2 separate regions of the Mus musculus genome follow, and region 1 is linked to region 2. The links are chromatin contacts, called in public Hi-C maps. All regions are on one chromosome and are shown on one strand. Each heading gives the region's core, a stretch centred on a gene start, on an enhancer-like site or on the middle of the called end of the contact. The rest is flanking DNA. Distances are from core to core; before and after follow the strand shown. Region 1 has its middle 50 kb from the start of Gm36603. Region 2 has its middle 5.1 kb from the start of Gm43522.

Region 1 (5,699 bases), core at 2,401-4,900, 290 kb before region 2:
AGCAAACAAAGACAAGAATAACAACAGCAAAAACAAACCAAACAATAAAAAGAGCTATGGGGGTACATACCTGTACTTCTACTACTTCAAAGATGGAGACAGAAAGATCATAATCTCAAGGCTATCCTTGGCTATATAGGGAATTTCTAGCCAGTTTGGGCTACATGAGACCCTGTCTCAGATGACAAGAGAATTTCTGGTCTTAAGATGTAAAAAAAGTGTGTAGTGTGTGTGTGTGTGTGTGTGTGTGTGTGTGTGTGTGTGTATACATGCAGAACTGCTTCTCCTTGAAGGTATTGGGACACAGCCAAAGAGCCTGACAGTGAGGACACCTGCAAATTTACAGAACCTCTTATCTCGGGGGTAAGGCTGCTTATGGGCAAAATGGAGGAAGACCTTCTCCAACAGCGTCTCTGGGGGAGAAATGAAGGGAGGACCAATGGTCATCTAACATCTAACCTGGGATCACACATTTGTAACATGTCAATATATGCAGTGAGCATTTTTTTTTAATATAGTGCACAAAAAAGCGTGGGGGGGGGGGACATTAAGGTAGACCAGATATCCAGACAGTAGAAGTTTTATTCAAATTAGAAAATTATATGTAGTTGTTTCCCCAGGTTGTTGGACTTAGACATGGACTTGAAGATCATTCCTTTCATGTTTACTCAAGTATCTAGCTTCTTCTCAACTTGTCCCTCACAATCCATTTCATTTGGAGACCCAGCCATACCCACTTCTTAAAGTAGCCTGGAGAGGGATGGTAAGCAGGTTTGGTATCTTTGACTAACCAGGTAGAAGATGGGACTTCATCTCTTAATGCCACCGGCTGCATTTGGGGCAAAACTGTCCAGCTGTAGCTTTCTCTTGATGTTCTCGCGCTGATTTCTACCTCAGCCTCATTCATGTTGTTCCTTTCAAATCTGCACAGGGTCTGCAAAGGTCACTGGCTAACCTTGAGGGTGCTAGTAGTATAGTAAGTTAATTCTTTTAATAAAACAGACACTCAGCCCAAGTAGAACTGATCCAAATGACGAAGGGAATTTCCCCTACAAATCAGCTGTGACACTGTGAACAGTAGCATCTGGTGTGTGCTCAGTTAACCTTTGGTAAATCACTTAGATTTCTGTGTTCCTCAGGTGGTGTTTTGTTTTGTTTTTTGTTTTTGTTTTTTGTTTTTTTAATGTAACATGATAAACTTAGAGTTGTTTGAAGATTAAGTGACTTGTAAAACCCTGGTACACATGCCACATAGAAAAATGTTCTATAATCGTAGTTCTCAACCTGTGGGTCAAGACTCTTGGGGGGGGGGGTTGAACGATCCTTTCACAGGGGTCGACCAAGACCGTTGTTAAACACAGACATTTACATTACGATTCATAATAGTAGCAAAACTACGGTTAGAAGGTAACAACAAAAATAATTTTGTGGTTGGGTCACCACAACATGAGGTCACATTTAATACATTAGAGAGGTTGAGGAACACCGGTCTACAGGGTGAGCAAGATGGGACATAAGATAAAGGTGCTTGGTGCACATGCCTGTCGAATTGATTTGATCCCTGGGACCCACAGGTAGGAGAGAACAGACTCCTGAAAGCTGTCCTCCGACCTACAGCACACACACTGTGGCATACACATCCCTCTCTCTCACACACACACAAGAATAGTAATAGTAAAGAAGCTTATATTTATTGAATGGGAATGAAATTTTGCTTGCATGTTTGTCTATGCACCACATGCATACCCAGTGCCCTTGGAGGCCATCAGAGGGCATCAGATTCCCTGGGACTGGAGTTACAGTTGGTTGTGAGCTACCGTGTGAGTTCTGGGAATCAAACCCTGGTCCTCTGGAAAAGCAGAGAATGCTCTTAACTGCAGAGCTATTGCTCCATTTCACACACACACACACACACACACACACACACACACACATATATATATATATATTTAAGTTTTAACTAAAAAAAAAAAAAGATTGCTTATAAGGGCATCTCCTGTCATGATTCTTGCCCTGGTTGACCTGCGGCAACTCCCAGTTGCAGAACTCATGGCTTTGGTTACTGGAGTAAGAATGAAAGAGATGTAGAAGTTCTTCTCTAAGCTTCCCAGTCCATGTTGGCATTGAACCTAGCAGAGAAGTCAAGTTTGACTCTCCAAGGTTTGCTTCTCAAGTCTGCTACAATGGTTTTGAAGTCTAGTTAAACTACAGTCCTCTGTAACTTTGAGTGCAAAGTGAAGGTTGCTACCTTACCACTGTGCAATGAACCCCACCACTAAACCCACCTGTAAGCAGCTTAGGGGGAGGGAGACAGGCAAGCTCACCTCACTTGCCACTGAGTACTGCCTGGGTGGGGACCCTTCCCCACCTTTGAACACCAGGCTTTGAACTGTTGCCCAAGACATTAACACCTTTTCTTCAAGAAGACTCCTTAATTTGACTGTTCCCCTCAGGGAAGTCTACTTGCCAAAATTCCAACAGTAATTCTGGGCTGAGATCTTGGGGGTAAATTAGTATTGGATTTCTGGGCAATTTGCCCTAAATGCTAATGTAGAAAATGCACCTGGATTAGGACATTTTTCTTCTGATTCACGGATTCTTGGCCTAATTAAATGTTACAAACAAGAAGAAAACTGCTGACTTTTCTCTTTCCAAAAATAAGTCCGTAAAATAGGTGCTGCCTGGATCACAACTTCAGAGTGGGGGCTTGGTAACATTCACCTATGTCTCTCATGTCCCTCATGGCTCTGGGCCTAGCGCTTTGAAGATGTAGACATGTCACAAACATGACCATGGAGAGAATGTGCGATGGAGCTGACGGTTCATCTTGGGCTCAAACTCTCGTCCTACCTCTTACTCACTCATGGTGGATTCTTAAGTGAATGTTGGATCCCCTGGGAAGAATTCTCACTTCTAAAAGTGGTAGTGTAACTTTTCAGGGTTTTGGTAAGCTCTGAAGAAAATAGTATATATATATATATAAATGTTCCTAGCACATCTTCCTGTGTTGATTGCATGCATTGTGACTCAGTTAGGGTTTCTATGGCTGTGAAGAGACTCCACCACCACAGCAATGCTGATAAAGGAAAACCTTCAATTGGGGCTGTTTGACAGTTCGGAGGTGTAGTCCATTATGGTCATGGCAGGAAGCTTGGTGACACACACACAGACCTGGTGCTGGAGAGTTAGCTGACAGTTCTACATCCGAATAGCAGGCAGCAGGAAGGATCGGGTCATTGGGTCTGGCTCAGGCAAGCATCTGAAACCTCAAAGCTCACCCACAGTGACACACTTCCTCCAATAAGGCCACACCTACTCCCACAAGGACATTTACTGCTTTGTTACTTTTAAAAAACAAAAAACAAAACCAACCAACCAATCAACCAAACAACCAAATCCAAGCAAACAAAACCCACTAGCTGGATTTGTCCTGAGCTGAATCTGACATGTCCCCTGTGTTAAAAGCTTTGTAGAAGTGATTGGGTCATGAGGGCTCTGGCCTCCCATGGGCTAACATCAGTGGGAGTTGTCACTTGATGGCATTGGGGGAGGGTGGACAGTTAGGAGATGGGACATAGTTGGAAGGAGTGAGTTGATGGTAAGTTACCTTTGAAGAGGGTGTTGTGCCCTGCCACATGCCACATGCCCTCAACAGTGTCTCTGTCATATCCGTCTAGCTCTCCACAGCGCAGAAACAACAGATGCAAGAGGCCTCAGGCTGAGCCCCTAGCCACTGATCCCAAGTCTTTCCTGCTTTAAGTTGTGCCTTTTGGGAATTTTGTCACAGTGAGGAAAAATGATGAACATATTACATGCTTGGTAGAAGTCAGTCACTATTCATCTAGTATAATACATCATCTTAAAACATTTTCTGAGACAATTAAATCATTGTTATAGAAATTAATGTTTCTTTTAGAGCAGTGGTGAGGGGGGTCACATATCAGACATACTGCATATTTACGAATATTTTCATTATGGTTTATAACAGTAGCAAATTTTCAGTTATGAAGTAGCAACAGAAATTATTTTATGGTCTCATGGTCACCATGGCACGAGGAACTATATATATTAAAGGGTCACAGCATTAGGAAGGTTGGAAACACTGATCTAGAGCAAATATTTTTACTTCAGGTTATTGTAAAAGTTCATAATCTAAGACTCGGGTTAGAAAAATGAGGTTACTTCTTACTGAAAAAGATTATCAGATTAAAATCTGCCTTCCTTTTTTTCCTCCACAGCAAAGGTCATTAAGAAACGATAGATTTTAAGGAAAAAAGAATGGCGGCTCTGAATCCCCTTTACAACCAGATTAATATGCCGGGGTGGACACAGAGACCAGGCTGCCTATAGATTTCTTCCTTTTAAAACATTACTGAAGGAAGTACTGGAGCCAAATGAAAAATAAATCAGAATAAAAGATTCAAGAAGGAAACCAAAAAATACAGAACATAATGGTGACTATCACGCTTACCCTATCTGACGAACAGTTCTAAAGCCCAATGCAGATATTTAGAGCAGGAGCCACATGACAACACACAACAGTTTATACACCACAGATGTATTTAGGTCAGTGAGTCCAGAGAGGAAGGAGAGAAGTTAAAGCTTGGCTGAGGATATCATCTAGATGGCTGTGTGAAAGTATTATCCAGATTCTGAGTCGTTTTGGATGGAAATATAAAATCCAGTTATATTTGTTAAAGTAAAAACTGACAAAAACTGATAACGGGCTGGGGGTGGTGGTGGAATGAGTCGTTGGGTAAAGGCACTGCCATGTCTGATGGCTTGAGTTTAACTCTTGGGACCTAAATGGCAGGAAAGAATTGATATCTGCAAATCGTCCTCCGATATTCAAAAGCACACACGTGCACATGTGTGAACACACACGCATATGTGCGCACACACACACACACACACACAAATGTTAAAATAAATGTAAAATACAGACACAAGCTAAAAGCTAAGAAAGCAATGTGCAAATTGAAAAGACAAGGCAGGAGGCCTAAGGACAACCAAGCCAGTAGTAGCAAGAACATCACTGGCCAGAAGAGAGACCAATTGTTGACTTTTCCTTCAAACAACCCATCAGTACATCAGTGACAGGCTGTGACACGGACATGTGAGCCGAAATAAACTCTTTCCTTCCCTAGCCAATTTTGGCCAGTATTTCACCATAAGAGCTGTGTATTTCCTGGCTGGAGATGTTCTGGATCATCCTAGATGTTTTGGGTGGGAGCACACCTGCAGGTCTGGCTGGCTTCCCCGTTCTTAGCTACTCTTGGTGTCTGAAGCTGAGCGTCTAGCCCAGTGGTTCTATCTCAATGATAGATGTCTTCAATCTGTGGTCCAGTGGAGGCTCATCACTGGCTCTCCAGCATCCCTGTAATCTTTCTACATCCCACGTTCTTTCCTTTCATGCTTCATTCTCTCCCCCAACTTGGCCATTCTTGTTTCTTCAGCTTTTGGCCCAAGTGTGGTCCCTTACAGGAGACCACCACCTTGGTTAACCTTTGCTGGCCTCACTAATCCCAAGCTGAGACTTGAATCCTAGGGCTGGATTCTGGTTTGTTTGCAGATCTGACTTCTCCTTCAGAGTGCTTCTAGTTAGCAGGTGGTTTTACACCACACACAGGCCTGTCCTATAGTTAGGCATGCCATGAATATTTGTAGATAATTTTGTAGTGGTCTAGTGACCGGGAAAT
Region 2 (5,507 bases), core at 2,479-4,978:
ACTTTGGGAAATGTTTGAACATCCCTCGGCCACTTCCGTCTCTATCTGAACTGCTTCCAATCGAGGCCAATTCAGACGACTGACATTTCAGCTGAGGATGTGGGGTTTAAGGGCAGTGGAATAGGAGTGCAGACTCTGCCAGTTTCCTCTTCTCGTTGGTCCCTTGATCCAGAGCAAGATATTTAATCTCTCTCTGCTCCGTTCTACTTACTTTTTTAAAAAATATTTTATTTTTATTTTTTATATTCCATATTCCATTCCCTGCCCCCTATCCACCCTCCAACTGCTCCACATCCCACACCTCCTCCCCACTCCACCCCATTCCATCTCCAAGTGGATGCCACCACTCCCTACCCCACCTGACTTCTAAACTTCCTGGGGTCTTCAGTCTCTTGAGGGTTAGGTGCATCATCTCTGAATGAACACAGACCCGGAAGTCCTCTACTTTATGTGTGTTGGGGGCCTCATATCAGCTGGTGTATGCTGTTTGGTGTTCCAGTGTTTGTGAGATCTCGGGGGTCCAAATTAATTGAGACTGCTGGTCCTCCTTTAGGGTCATCCTTCTCCTTAGCTTCGATCAGCCTTCCCTAATTCAACAACAGAGCTCAGATGCTTCTGTCCGTTGGTTGGGTGCAAATATCTGCATTTGACTCTTTCAACTGCTTGTTGGGTCTTTCAGAGGTGGTCATGATAGGTCCCTTTTTGTGAGTGCTCCATAGCCTCAGTGATAGTGTCAGGCCTTGGGACCTCCCCTTGAGCTGGATCCCACTTTGGGCCTGTCCCTGGACCTTCTTTTCCTCAGGCTCCTCTCCATTTCCATCCCTGTAATTCTTTCAGCCAGGAACAATTATGGGTCAGAGATATGACTGTGGGAGGGCAACCCCATCTCACTGTCTTCCTGTTGGAAGTAGGCTCTATAAGTTCCCTCTCCCTACTGTTAGGCGGTTCATCTAACTGAGAGTCCTGGGAGTCTCTCACCTTCAGGTCTTTGCTAAATTCTGGAGGGTCCCCCCCAACCTCCTATTTCCTGAGGTTGCCTGTTTCCATTCTTTCTGCTAACCCTGCCAGCTTCAGTCCTTTTCCCTCACCCAAAACCAAATCAGGTTTCCCTCTCACCCCCACTCTCTCCTCCCACCCCATGCACTTTCTCTCCCAGGTCCCTCCCTCCTTCCCCACTTGTGATTGCTTTCTTCTCTCTCCCAAGTGGGACAGAGGTGTCTTCACTTAGGCACTTCAGTTTATTGAGCTTTTTGAGTTCTGTGGACTGTATCTTGGGTATTCTGTATGTTTTTTGTCTTGTTTGTTTTGTTTTGCTTTGCTTTTTGGCTAATATCCACTTATTAGCGAGTACATACCATTTATGTTCTTTTTGGGTCTGAGTTACCTCACTCAGGATAATATTTTCTAGTTCCATCCATTTGCCTGCAACACTCAGGATGTCCTTGTTCTTAATAGCTGAGTAGTATTCCATTGTGTAAATGAGCCACATTTTCTGTATCCATTCTTGTGTCATGGGACATCTAGGTTGTTTCCAGCTTCTGGCTATCACAAATAAGGCCACTATGAACATCATGGAACATGTGGCCCTGTGGCATGGTGGGGCATCTTTTGGGTATATCCTAAGAGTGGTATTGCTGAGTCTTCAGGTAGATCTATTTCCAATTTTCTGAGGAACCTCCAGATTGATTTCTAGAGTGGTTGTACCAGTTTGCAATCCCACCAGCTCCGGTCTACTTACTTTAAAACAAGAAAGATAACAGGATCTAGTTCCTAAAATTATTATGAACACTAGGTAAGTTAGTGTATCAAAGTGCTTAAAGAGATGCCCTGATGTAGTAAGCTCTTTGTGACTATTAGCTCTTTGTGGGCATTGTCTTACAGCTCTCAATGTCATAGAATCTTGTCTTACATCTCTCAGTGTCATAGATCCTCATTACCATAAGCCTGTGTGCCAATTATAATGTCTTCTTTCCTTGGCAAGGGACTTCTAAGTACCTGGTACAAATTCTGGCAAAGAATAGAACTCAACAACTTTTTTTGTGACAAAGTCTTCCTATAAAACTTAGAGCTTGCTTGAAACTCACAATCCTCCTGCATCAGCCTCTGAAATCCTGAGGTTACAGTCATGTACCACCAGGACCAGCTGATCAATACATATTGACTAACCATTTCTCACGGACACCGTGTGATATCCCTCAGTCCGTGATGTTTCTCATGTCCGTGCCAACAGATGTACCCCTCCATCCTGTCCTACCTGCTGCTTTCTCTCATCTCTCCTGTCCCTCTAACAACCAGCCTCCTCCTCCCAGCTGGGAATTATAGAGGAAACCTCAGCCCTGAGAACACAGGGAGATGGAAATTTGCATACTCAGCCAACCATTCCTATAGCTGCTTAATAATTCAGGTACAACGAAGTTTCAACAGTTTGCATAAGAGGAAGCAAGCCTTTGGGAGGTGCAAGGGCTATCTGAAAATGATAAGGCAGAAGCCTCCAGGCCAACAAGGTAGCTCTTAAAGGTGTTTGTGGTTAAGCCTGAGGACCTGAGTTCAGTCCCACATGGTAAAAGGAAAAAACAGACCTTCATGTTGTCCTCTGCCTTCCACACGTGTGCCATGTCATACATGCCTCTGCCTCAAATACACACTCACACACACACACACACACACACACACACACACACACACACACACATATTTTAAGAAAATTATTTCTTCCCACCTAATTTTATGGTATTTGCAGATGAGTGTTAGAATCCCGATGTCATCTTGCATTCTTGGGGGGGGGGGGGCAGAGGAGGCGCTAAACCAAGGAACTAAATGTGCTTGACTGACTAGAATGACTAAAAATGAGCTGATCTACTCTGAGCATGCTCGCTCCTCCCCACCATACCCTTGTTCCAGATTTGTGAGGTTTCTCTGTAACAGTTGTTAAGTCGTCTCCCTGCTACAGAGAAAGTCCCCCCTCAAAGGCTAATATGTTAGACTTGTTGTGTATATCATAAACACACAGCTCACGGGATTTTCATGAGCCACCTGTGCCTATGTGATCAGCACTGAAATAGAAACCAAACTATATTTTAAGTTAAAAATAAAAACCTAGGACTTATTCTACCTAAGAAATTGCAGTGACGCCATGGCTGCGCTCAGCTGACTGGATATAGGCAGGACTTGTGTAGGACTGAGTCTTCATGACGATCACAAAGAAATTACAAAGGTCATGGCCAGAGAGGCCCAACTACTCAGAAGATGAAGCAAGAGAACTGCAAGTTCAAGGTCATCCCGAGTAACTTAGCAAGACCCTGTCTCAAAACAAAAACAAGGAAAGATGTAGGGCTGAAATTTGGTGGTAGAATACTTACCCGCTATGTAGGAAGCTCTGGTTCACCACAGTTCTGTATTCCCCAGTACATGAGAAAAAAAAAAAACCTAGCCAACTACAGGAAGAGAGTCCCTGAGAAGTGGTTCCATCTTTTATTTTTGTTAGTATCGATCAATAGTGGGTTTCAATAGGACATCTTTGTACATGTATATCTGATCATAATCACCACACACATACCCGTTATCCTCTCTGCTTCCCCTCTCCTCCCCCAGCTAGTCCCTTCTACTCTTACATTTGTTATGCTCTGATGGTCCAATCGGTTTCATTACAGTTGCTTACAGGAGCTCAGCTCAGGTATTGTTTACTGGATCACACACTGTGGGTTACACCATTGAAGGAAATGTCTATCTCCTGACAACCAGGAAACGCACGTAAGTCCTCAGGAAATGGCAGACCTTATGAGTGCCTCTCCCTTCTACAGAAAGCTGCTGACAGGCACAGTCTTGTGCAGGCAATCCCAGCTGCTCTGGGTGCCAGGGTGCAGTGGCCTTATTATGGTCACAAGTCAGCATTCCGCACCCTCTCCCACTTCCTCCAGCTCTTACATTCCTTCCACCCTTCCTTCTACAATGTCCCCCGAGCCTCTGGGGTGGAGATATGGATGTCCCACTTCTGGCTAGCATTCACCCATCTCTTACTCTCATCATGATAGCCGGGTACTACTGACCACTGCAAAAAGAAGTCTCTCTGGCTACGGCACACAGCAGCACTAGTCTGTGGGCACAAACCCAGTTATTTAGAAGGCAGTTTGATGTGATCATCATGTTCATTCAGCAAAATAGCGGCTTCTCCACTAAGGCCTATGATTCTCACAGCCGTGGGCTTTGACCACATTTACAGCACTAGAGGTGAATTCTCCGTTGTCAATCAGGCTTCAATTCCCATTCGAAGCTGGTTGGTTAGCCCTCTAACAGACTGGCCACCATTGTGCTGGTGAGCAGGTTGCCTGGATGATTGGTAGTGTTGCATCTGGGGTCAATAGCTGAGTAAGACAATTGATGACAACCATTCCCCTAAATCTATAACACCTTTCTAGCACCATGAGGACCACTCAGCAATAAGGAAGCCTTTAGCCTAGTTCCAGTTTGGTTGATTTATCTGTGTACTCCGATCAACACATGTGATGTCTTCAGCGACCCAGTCATACAGTCTGGTTCTTGATGGCAACCAAAAGCAGTTTCAATCACTCTGCACTGGGGGATGGGGAAGGTGACCCCAGGATCTCCCTAACCAACAACACATAGGGCGGCAGTCCACTTTTGGCACTGGGATTTTCACTTTATAACCCACGTCCTCTGGAAATCTCCTTATCTACTGAAGCAGGGCACCTCTGTTCAAATTCTTCTATCTTATATTGCTTTTTAAATTAGCTTATCAAGCATCAGATTTCCTTGTGGCATTTTTGTGCATTGTTGGTTTTAATTGACTCTCCTGTCCTTCTCCCAATCTTGCTGTCCCTAACCTGTACTAAAACCTTCCCACTACTCCCAGGGAAATAGGAGCTTTTGTGTTCCTATAGCTCTTCATGAGAGAGATAATCTTGACTCTTTTCTCAGGATTCCAACTCTAAGACACTAGGAAAAAAAAAACCAAAACTCTGAAGCTGATGAGAACATCAGTGGGTGGGGAGGTGAGTAAGAGGAGAGAAGAAGGTGTTTCACAGTCGGGGGTGAGTGTGGTCATACAGAGACGGGCACCTGCCAGAAATTTGTCTTAAAACCTATACTACACAACACAAGAGGGAACCATGTTGTAAACTATGGACTTAGGGTGACAAGAAGGTGTCAGTGCCAACACTGATGCTATCAGATAATCTGTAAAGGACACCAGTAGTCAGGAAGGTTGTGTGTGTGTGTGTGTGTGTGTGTGTGTTGGGGATATGAAAGAATTTTGTACTTTCTGTTCTATTTTATTACAAACTTAAAACTTGCCTTAGAATAAGGTCTATTTTTTAAAAAAATATGCCTTTAACATAAAAATGTTCCTGTTAAATGGAGTCTTTTGTTTCTTTCATGGTAAGACTCGTGGGTATGAGCTTAACTTGGACAGATTCAAACTACTGGCTTTGTCACGACCCACTTCTGATCACAATAGCCTAAAGATCACTTTATGCATCTACTATTGGTTG

What was found. A called contact is a pair of places that touch in the nucleus more often than the background predicts.
Region 1: a contact with region 2 is called in a Hi-C map of CD4 T cells, with 2.0 times the contacts expected there. The contact joins two enhancer-like sites. A contact is called at or near these places in 1 of 39 promoter capture datasets (the C10 cell line), 1 of 15 datasets of contacts at CTCF or cohesin (pro-B cells), 7 of 484 Hi-C or Micro-C datasets (CD4 T cells, CD8 T cells, bone marrow-derived macrophages and 2 more) and 1 of 115 datasets of contacts at active chromatin or transcription factors (large pre-B cells).

The regions. Positions count from the first base shown.
Region 1 is chr3:131,054,997-131,060,695 of GRCm38.p6, reverse strand. No RefSeq gene overlaps it. Among named protein-coding and RNA genes, the nearest start is that of Gm36603, 50 kb to the left of the region's middle. Within about 2 kb of position 3,650, at least 55 of the 459 cell types and tissues checked have an H3K27ac peak or open chromatin away from gene starts, as enhancers often do.
Region 2 is chr3:130,762,637-130,768,143 of GRCm38.p6, reverse strand. No RefSeq gene overlaps it. Among named protein-coding and RNA genes, the nearest start is that of Gm43522, 5.1 kb to the right of the region's middle. Within about 2 kb of position 3,728, at least 8 of the 459 cell types and tissues checked have an H3K27ac peak or open chromatin away from gene starts, as enhancers often do.